2 separate regions of the Zea mays genome follow, and region 1 is linked to region 2. The links are chromatin contacts, called in public Hi-C maps. All regions are on one chromosome and are shown on one strand. Each heading gives the region's core, a stretch centred on a gene start, on an enhancer-like site or on the middle of the called end of the contact. The rest is flanking DNA. Distances are from core to core; before and after follow the strand shown.

Region 1 (4,880 bases), core at 327-2,826, 310 kb after region 2:
TTATCCCTTTTTTGACCCCTGCATTCTGTAGACCTACCAAGAAGTAAGGCGGTTCAGCAGAATTCTGTGTGATTCCTAGAAAATATGGGATTTGGCGGCCTTCGAGTTTCGACAGCGGTGGAGGCCTGGAGGGGTCCCGTCTCTCGGCTCCCCCACCCCACCCCTACCTGGCTAGTGGCTACTGGCTACCTCTCTCTCGCGAGAAATTTGCTATTATGGAGATCCTCACGTGCGGCTTCGACGTTTTAGAGGCGTAGACGAGGGATTAGCTGATATGGAAAAGCAGGGAATATGCCACTCGCTAAAACGAACAAGAACACTCCATTATTTGGTAACCTCTTTGATTAAAATCATGGATACTCACGTCGTCTACATCCCGTTACCCTTCTCTCCACGGAAGTTGTTCCCGCCAACATTCCTCCCACGGAAGTTGTTCCCGCCAACATCCCCCCCCACCACGAAGTCCGGCGTCGCCGCCGCGAAGCACACCACCACCGAGTACGCTGTGTACAGGATCAGCCATATCACCAGCAGGAAGTAGCCGAACGCGGTCGCCGTTCGACGGAGACCCGCCAGCCAGTACACCGGCGCCGCGAACATGACGGCCAGCGCCAGCTGGAAGGGCAGGAACACGACCGCGTTGGCCACCGCGTACGACGACACGTGGTACGCCCCCGACGCCGTCTCCCTGGCCAGGATGTCGCGCTCCTGCAGGAAGATGGGCAGCGCCTCCGTTGTGGATGACAGGAGGAAGGTGAGCAGGAAGGCGAAGAGACCCACGCGCTCCACCACCTTGTCCTGCCCGAGGTCGTAGAAGATGGAGCCCAGCGCAAGGCCCGCCACCAGCATGCACACGGTGCGGCACGCGAAGAGCTGCCGCGTCCGCGCCACGTTCTTGAAGAAGCGCTGCGACAGCACCGCCACCTCCCGCGCCCGCGAGTTGGCGTAGCGGCTAGCCATCATGGTCACGGCCACAGGGGCGTCCGCCACCTGCTTGCCGTGCAGCTGGAACAGACGCTGCAGCGTGCACCGACCCTCTCGGTCTCCGGAGGACGGCGCCTGCAGGCTGCTACTGGCGTGGCGGCGGAGCGCGTCCACGGAGACGTGCGGGGGCAGGTGGAGGCCCGCGTCCCCGAGCAGGGCGCGGAGCTGGTCGACGGTGCCATGATGGAGGACGAAGCCGACGGCTAGCAGGAGGACGGAGTCGAACATCTTGACGATGCGCGCTCCCGGCTGGTGGATGCTGAGCAGCACGGTGCGTCCGCGCGCCTCGGCCATGGCGCGGAGCGCGCCGACGATGTGGAGCGCGGAGGCGCTGTCGAGGCCGGAGGTGGGCTCGTCGAGGATGAGCACGGGCGGGTCACGCACGGCCGCGATGCCGATGGAGAGGTAACGGATGTAGACGACGTGAGTATCCATGGTTTTAATCAAAGAGGTTACCAAGTAATAGAGTGTTCTTGTTCGTTTTAGCAAGTGGCCTATTCCCTGCTTTTCTATATCAGCTAATCCTTCACCTACGCCTTCAAAACGTCGAAGCCGCACGTGAGGATCTCCATAATAGCAAATTTCTCCTCTCTCGCTGTCGCTTGGCCTCGCCTCTCCACTCCAAACCTGCAGCTCCGAGCCGTCTCCCGCCAACCCAATTTCGCTTCCCGCCGCTCCCCATCTCATCCCACACCGTCACCATTACACCGCCCGAAAGGCCGCTAGAAATCCGATCCCGAGCCGCCGCGTCTTGCTCGCGTCTTTTCCCCTCTGCTCGAGCACGCGCGGGCGCGCGGCTGCTCCCGGCGGCGGCGATGAGCGCGGTGAACATCACCAACGTGGCGGTGCTGGACAACCCCACCGCCTTCATCAACCCCTTCCAGTTCGAGATATCCTACGAGTGCCTCGTGCCCCTCGACGACGGTACTGAGTACTGACCGTTTTCCTCCCCTTCTCTCGGTCCCCGTGATGCGTGGCCCCGGGCTAGGGTTTCGGCGTCCTGGGATCGGTGGGTGGCGCTTTGGATGCAGCTGGGATGCCGGGTTATGGGGTTGGGCTTTGCTATCTCTGCGGGATGGGATCACGAGGGTACGGGAGTCGAACGCCGCTGCATCGGTTGCGTTCCTGTGCGGCAGTAGTAGCATAGATGCGAATGCCATTGCTGCTATCCAGGCTACCGCTGTTCTTGTTCGGTGATTAGCATAAGAATGCAGCATAATTTCCACTGCCCTATTCTGTACCATGCGATTCTTGATCGTGTATTCTACTCTCCATTACTAGTATCTAGAAACCAGCATGTCATATGACTGAACCTATTTGCTTAGTGGGTTAATTAGTTGTATACTTGTATTGTCAAAATCTGGGTGCCACATTAGATCACTTGTGCAAAAAATTCCATGCACACCTGTGCCATGCGTGGATGATTGTCTACAATCTAGAATTATCTTTGCTTGAAGCTGATTATAATTGAATGTGCAGTGGATAAGTCTCATGTTATTTGTATCTTGTACTTATAAGGGATCGACACCTGTGTAGTAGCTGATGAGATTCCAATATTGCTGGTAATTCTGAAAAATGTTCTATTTTGCTTTTAGTGATTTATTCACTGTAGTGGATAATCTGTTGGCCTGTTTCATAAGATACATTATTCCTTTGGATCCTGCTAGCTTCAAAAGCTGTTTGAGTGGGGGTGGTCATTGTCTGAATAATTCTGGTCCAGACATGTTTGCCTTATTTTCTCCCCTCTTTTGTCTCTGGTTTGTTGATAATGGCATAAAGACATATCATGATAAGTACTACATAGAAATTATACAAATCTATAACCCAATGAACGTTGAAGTACTAGGGTATAATTTTGTTTTTTTATTATGGAAACAAGAGTTCCGGCTTTAGCATACAAATGCGTACAACCATTACATAACGATTATTGGACCATAGAGCAGTTGCTTGAATAATTAAACTAACTCAAAGAAAACAAAATGCCATGACTATAGAAAACACTAGCCATCTTCAATTCTTGCATTCGAGCGCCATCCATGCATTGCAAAAACTTCCATCGCCACCACCTCCAAAGCTCGACAGGCATCGAGAATTTGTTGGTGCTTTTCCTCCTTCTGTAGAAGTCTCCAGAATCTGAACCAGTGAGTAACCCTGAAAATAACCTGTACAATTGATGGTATTGGTTTATGATTAAACACCACCTCATTTCGACAGAGCCAGATGGACCAAAATAAAGCTGATATTCCAATCAGTAATAATTTTTTGTATGCCAGAGCATTATTAGATTCCCAAGACCCGATAATATGATTAGTGCTAATGGGCATGTCTATTTTTAAAACAAAGTAAATGATTCTCCATATACTTTTGGCAATGTAACAGTCAAAAAAGAGATGATGTATACTCTTATTGTTGTTGCAAAAGCTACAGGTCAAGCTACCATTCCAACGCCTTCTAGCTAAATTATCTTTAGTGAGGATCGCTCCCCGACATAAATTCCACAGGAAAACTTTTATTTTCAGAGGGAGCTTAAGTCTCCAAAGCATCTTACTCCGATTGCTGTTAGGATTATTCATCAAAAGATGGTACATCGATTGGACAGAGAAAATTCCATTCTTATGACCATCCCAAACAAAATTGTCCCTAGCCGGATTCAGAGTAACCGTAGTTAGCAAGTTTAACAAGTTGTGCCATTCCACCATTTTAATTCCCCTAATTGTTCGGCGAAAAGATAAATTAAGATTTGAATCTGAAAAGACGTCTACAACCAAGGCCGATTTGTTACGCACTATATTAAAAAGGTTCGGGAATTGCTCACTAAGAGGTCGACTGATTAACCATATATCCTTCCAGAATCTGGTAGCATGACCATTCCTCACTTGAAAGTGACCTCATCTAAGAAATTGATCCTTAATATTCATTAGACCTGACCAAAAGTGTGAATCGTCCGGTCTTCTAGATATTTGAGTAAGAGATTTACTAGGGTATAATTTTGTGGAATGTGCATTGTGTTGTTTGAGGTTGTTTTAATCGTAATGACATGCCTATTTTCCCCTGCGTACCATAAAGGCATGCCTATGTATATATGATCTGTGTGAGGTATATATGCAATTCATGTGTTTTGATTTCTGTCTTTTGCTTTTGGGGTATTGGATTTTTTTAGAATACATGTAAAGAGCTTGTTTGTTTGCATTTCAGATCTGGAGTGGAAGCTTATATATGTTGGATCAGCTGAAGATGAAAACTACGACCAACAGCTTGAGAGTGTGCTTGTTGGCCCTGTCAATGTTGGGACCTACCGTTTTGTCCTCCAGGTATGCAAATCAATGTTGTGTTGCTCTATTATACTCCTAAGTCCAAATTCACGAGACACAATAGGTCCTGAAATTTTTGAAGAATGGAGTGCGAGCATTGCTTGTGATTTCCCCTTTTGTGTTAAGACCTGTCATATCTACCCAATTTTGAGAAACAATATGGCAATTCAATCGCAGGCTGATCCACCGGATCCCTCAAAGATCCGTGAGGAAGACATAATTGGTGTGACTGTGCTGCTATTGACTTGCTCTTACATGGGCCAGGAGTTCATGAGAGTAGGCTACTACGTGAACAATGATTACGGCGATGAGCAGTTGAGAGAGGAGCCTCCAGCAAAGGTGCTAATCGATCGGGTGCAGAGAAATATCCTGGCCGACAAGCCCCGGGTTACCAAGTTCCCTATCAACTTCCATCCTGAACCAAGTACAGGCACGGGGCGGCAGCAGCAGCAGCAGGAGCCTCAGACGGCCTCACCAGAGAAGCACGCAGGCAGCGGTGAGGGCAATGGAAGCAAGCCTGAGGCTGACCAATGAACACAGTCGACTTCAAGTATTTTTGAAGCGCGTCCCTACAGGTTGTGCTGT
Region 2 (4,428 bases), core at 1,371-3,870:
TTTACATTTGATTACATGCTAGATGCGACCTAAAGCAACAAATTTGTCTTTTTAGTACACATCCAGGCGAATTAGTGTAGGACCCTCACATCCACATGTTACTGGGACGACTAATTCTTCCTCATCCTCAGGAAGCTAACTAATGTGATTCTCGGAGGAAGACCGGTGACATGCCTCTTCTTGATGGTGGTGCTCTTCCATGGCTTCCCGTCCCTTACACTGCTTGTGGTCATTGAGGTTACGTTATAGAACTGCAAACAGACAAACCCTGATCAAGACCACTACTATTTTTAAGAGCAACTAAATTCTTTAGCATAAAACTGTTGGGTTTTATCGGACATGGGAACATAGTCACCTCACAAACACCGTGCAGAAGCAGCCTCTGGAACGGGTCCTGGACATTCAGCACAAGCACGTCGCTGTCACCAGTACCTTCAATGAAGGCCCTAACCTGTTCCTGCAAACATGAAACGCAAAAGCTGATAGTATAAACAACTGACACGCCAAGTCAAATAGACTGGAAGAGAAGTTGTTAGCAGTGGCATAAGAAAACTGCAAAACTGATGCCAACTTTTGAAGACAGGAAAAATATTTACACAAGGTGGAAACAAGGGCAGCAGACAAAGAGACCCACAATGCACCTTTTCTGAACATTATTTTCCAAACAAAACCTAGGCATCATACAGATATAAGTCATAACAACGACATCTTTGCTTTTATAAGCATAGCACTAAATTGATATTGTCGATACTGTAAATTTAGAAAGCTATTCAATAAAATTTATCCTGTCTCATAGACTTCGCATAATATTGAGGCTTGAAACTACAAATAACAAATTAGATGTGGTATGCATGATGAATTAGCATGTGCGAGAAAGATAGCAGATTCAGATATATATAAATACATAACCAAGAACTCTCATGTCTTGTTTGCAAGAAAAACAGATTAGCTTTCATCAAATATTATCACTTCAATCAATTGTGGAGGAGATGAAGAGAATGAGCCTGGTTTTTATGGAAAAAGAGGGGGTTAAACTAAAGCAAAGAAGGCAATACTTCATATATTTGAAGTAGATCAGGTAGAAATTTTTTCTTAATAGCTTCTCTTGTTTGGCGACCTATACGACGCCAAGCATTCAGAGCAATCAATTCATCTTCGTCGACATGAGTCCTTTGTTTTTCGGATGATCGTTTCATGTGTTGCATCAATCTTGCCTGCAAATAAGAATAAGTTGCTTTAGTATGGCTGGTCCATAACAAGTGCATGTGACTGTTCTGTGATATACAGATATCGCTTCTCATTGTGCATTTCACTAAATTATATAGTGAACAATGATGAACAGAATGCGGCTAGCAGGACTGGCTCTACACACCTCAGCATCCATGTCGATGCTCCTGAAGGCCTCCCAGTCACTAACACTTGTCCTGCAGAATGCTGACAAGGGCAGCTCCTCACCTACATAATCATTGTAATATACATATGAGCTTTTCCTCAAAAAAGAAGAAGGAAAAGATGACATGTCATATGCATATAAGAATTCTCTTTAAATGATATAAATAGAAGAACAACAAGATATGCACGAGGACACGAATTTCCAGTACTGCAGTACTTGTGAGCATTTAACATGGACATGTTTTAACTTCAAGAGAAAGAATGTTGTCTCTTTATGATTTTGTGAACATAGTCTATAGCTTTTCTAGCATACAAGGGGCAATCGCAAGCAGTTAGTACAAATAGTTAAAGAACATTTGAACTGCGAAGCATAGAAAAAGCATGCTTTTTTAAAAAAATACTGGAGCAGTATTCGGAGCATACCCCATGGTGGAGGAGCAAAGAGGCCTTTGATTTCTTCAACATGAAGGCGTGGGACAAGCTCAATCAGCAAGCGGTCGTTCAACCATCTTCTTGATCTCCGGTTGCTGACCTGAGTGATATAACATTGCAATGTGTAAAGCATTGACCTGCAGACCCCTAACACACATCACAACAAGTCTGATATTACACCAGAACTACTACTTGCATGAGAGCATTCAGGCATGACGAAAAGGAAAAAAAAAACGAAAAAAGGGCAGCAAGGCGTAGAAGGCAGCAGGAACGACCTTGGTGGCCATGTCCTCGAGGGATTCAATCTTCCTCTCAATCACCTGCGAGCGCGACTTGACGCCGTCGCCTGCGTTCACGCAGCACTAAAATAAGGGGCGGATTTGGGGGTTGAGCTCGACATGTGAGCATCGAAAGAGGAGTTTTTTTTTCCTTTCGGGTAAAGGGGATGGGCGGGTTACCTTTTGCGGAATCAAAGAGGGAGGAGTAGAACTCCTCCTCCTTCCGCAGCAGATCGGCGCTCGCCATGGCTGGAACCTTCCAACGGGAGAAGCCTCGGTCTGGTCTTGCACTGCCGACGCGGTCGCCGGGGCCGCCTCACGCGAAGGAGAGGGCAGGCTGGTGGATGCAAGGTCGCGCCGGGCGGCGGAGGTGTGCGGCCTGGTGGAGGGGACTTGGGTTGGGGCAGGATCGGAGGATTGGAGCTTGGAGAGATTCCTCTTCCGACTTGCGTTGCGAGCGGCGACCGGCGACCGGCGAGAGGGCGGTCGTGAGCAGGCAGGAGAAATTCTCTACTCGCGTGTTCGTCTCTCAATGAAAGTGGGCCGCACGTTCAATGGGCCCGCAAATGTAAGTGAGAGAGTTTTTGTGGCCGGTTGATCGGCGGATACGGAAGGGAGGAAGGATATGCGGATCTGTTGCGGATCAGCCTATGCTGCCGTCACTCGTGTCCTCTCCTCTTGAGCACCCTCCAATCAACCATGTGCTAACCTTATTTGGCTAAATTTTCTTTGTTCGTGCGATTTTTGTCATTATCTTCTACCACCTCGGTTCTCAAATGTTTTTTATCATCCGGTAGGTAATTTTTAAACTAAAACTCGACACATAGAAAATAACAGAAAGAATATATATTAAAGGGTGTTTAAATATAGTAGAACGAGTTAGTTGGTTAAAAAACTGCTAGTTGAATAAGCTAGCCAACTAACTAATTTACTAAAAGTAGTTAATATTTAAACTATTAATTATAATGTTTAGATATTTTTAGCTAATGTTAGCAGCTAACTACATTCAAACATGGCCTAAATGTCTGGCCCTAACTCGCAAGGCAAGGTATCCACGTCCTATGTATATGGATTATCTGATCCCAAACAAACAACTTTAGATGTGAGTTAAAAGCGTCGGTCCACAGACGCATAGAGACAACTTTCATGCGGCCGCTACCAGGCTCTTTGCACCACTGCTTGTGATAGCAACCCGTCAAGCAGGGGCGGATTCAGGCCTATGGTCACTAGGGCCCAGGCCCTACTCTTGGACGGACTAATTGTGTAATAACAACCCAAAAATATGAATAGTAACCGAACAACCCAACTAGCAAATGTGGCGGGCTGGCGGCTGCTCGCCTGCTCCTCTGCGGAGGCGCCGGGCGCCGGGGCACGGTCACGCGGACTAGGAGCCGAGCAGGGGCAGCCGGCCTGCACTCCCGCCGGCCCAAGGGCCGCACGCGGGCGAGGCACTACGGGTCTGCGGCAAGCTGGCGAAGTGGCGAGCAGGAGCAGGAGCAGTCGCAGCCGCACATACACCGTGCAGCAGCCAGCAAGCAGCGCAGGCGCAGCAGGCGCAACCCGACAACCTATGGTGAGCCTCGCGTTTCCAATTCCATGGTTTGTGCTTGTTGTTTGACACCGAGAAAATTATGTTGTGTCTAGAAAGTTTCATAATCCATAGTGATTAGTGTTACAATTACAGTGTACAATATGAAGAGAGTTCGAACAATAACATCATTTTATCAAGTCACGTCAAATCAAGAATCAAATGAAATCATTCAAGACGTACAAATTGGGACTAATTTGGATGAAAATGAAAACAATCAAGAATCACTAGATGTTGGGACTACACAAAATAATACGGAATCAATAGATACTGAGATTGGGACTGATGCTAGTCAAAATGTGCAAGGTAATCCCAATGTTATGTTCAATCAAAATAATATTGTTGGTGATCATAGACTTCGAAAACCAATTGAAGAGTTAGATGTGAACATTCGAGATATTGTTAGAAGAGAGTATTTATTGTTATGCCCTTGTCAACCAAAATGTCACATATTTCCCAAGAAGCAAATAGGAGATAGACAAAGAATTTTTCAGGAATGATGGTTCAAAAAGCATGAATTGTTGGAATACAATGTTGCTAAAGATGCGGATTTTTGCTTTTATTGTTTCCTTTTCAAGCAACCAAGAAGGGAAAACTTTGGTGTTGAAAGCTACAGTGGTGCGATAGGGTATGACAATTGGAAGAATGATATTTTTGAAGAGGCCAAGGATTTTTGTCTCAAGCATAATATTGTTGTCCTGGATATGTCAGCGGAAATAGTTAGACGAGGATGTTCTA

The links. A called contact is a pair of places that touch in the nucleus more often than the background predicts.
Region 1: a contact with region 2 is called in a Hi-C map of ear, with 3 times the contacts expected there. The contact joins the promoter of LOC103635303 here to the promoter of LOC100272960 in region 2. A contact is called at or near these places in 5 of 25 Hi-C or Micro-C datasets (bundle sheath, ear, endosperm and 2 more).

What each region holds. Positions count from the first base shown.
Region 1 is chr8:67,354,619-67,359,498 of Zm-B73-REFERENCE-NAM-5.0, forward strand. It overlaps LOC103635303 (histone chaperone ASF1B), which reads left to right and starts at 1,577. Exons shown (of 3, transcript XM_008657793.4): 1 at 1,577-1,908; 2 at 4,180-4,295; 3 at 4,473-4,880. The coding sequence starts at 1,800. The coding sequence ends at 4,829.
Region 2 is chr8:67,040,251-67,044,678 of Zm-B73-REFERENCE-NAM-5.0, forward strand. It overlaps LOC100272960, which reads right to left and starts at 2,621. Exons shown (of 7, transcript NM_001147412.1): 1 at 2,283-2,621; 2 at 2,100-2,170; 3 at 1,816-1,924; 4 at 1,373-1,455; 5 at 1,056-1,214; 6 at 356-457; 7 at 1-251. The coding sequence starts at 2,349. The coding sequence ends at 111.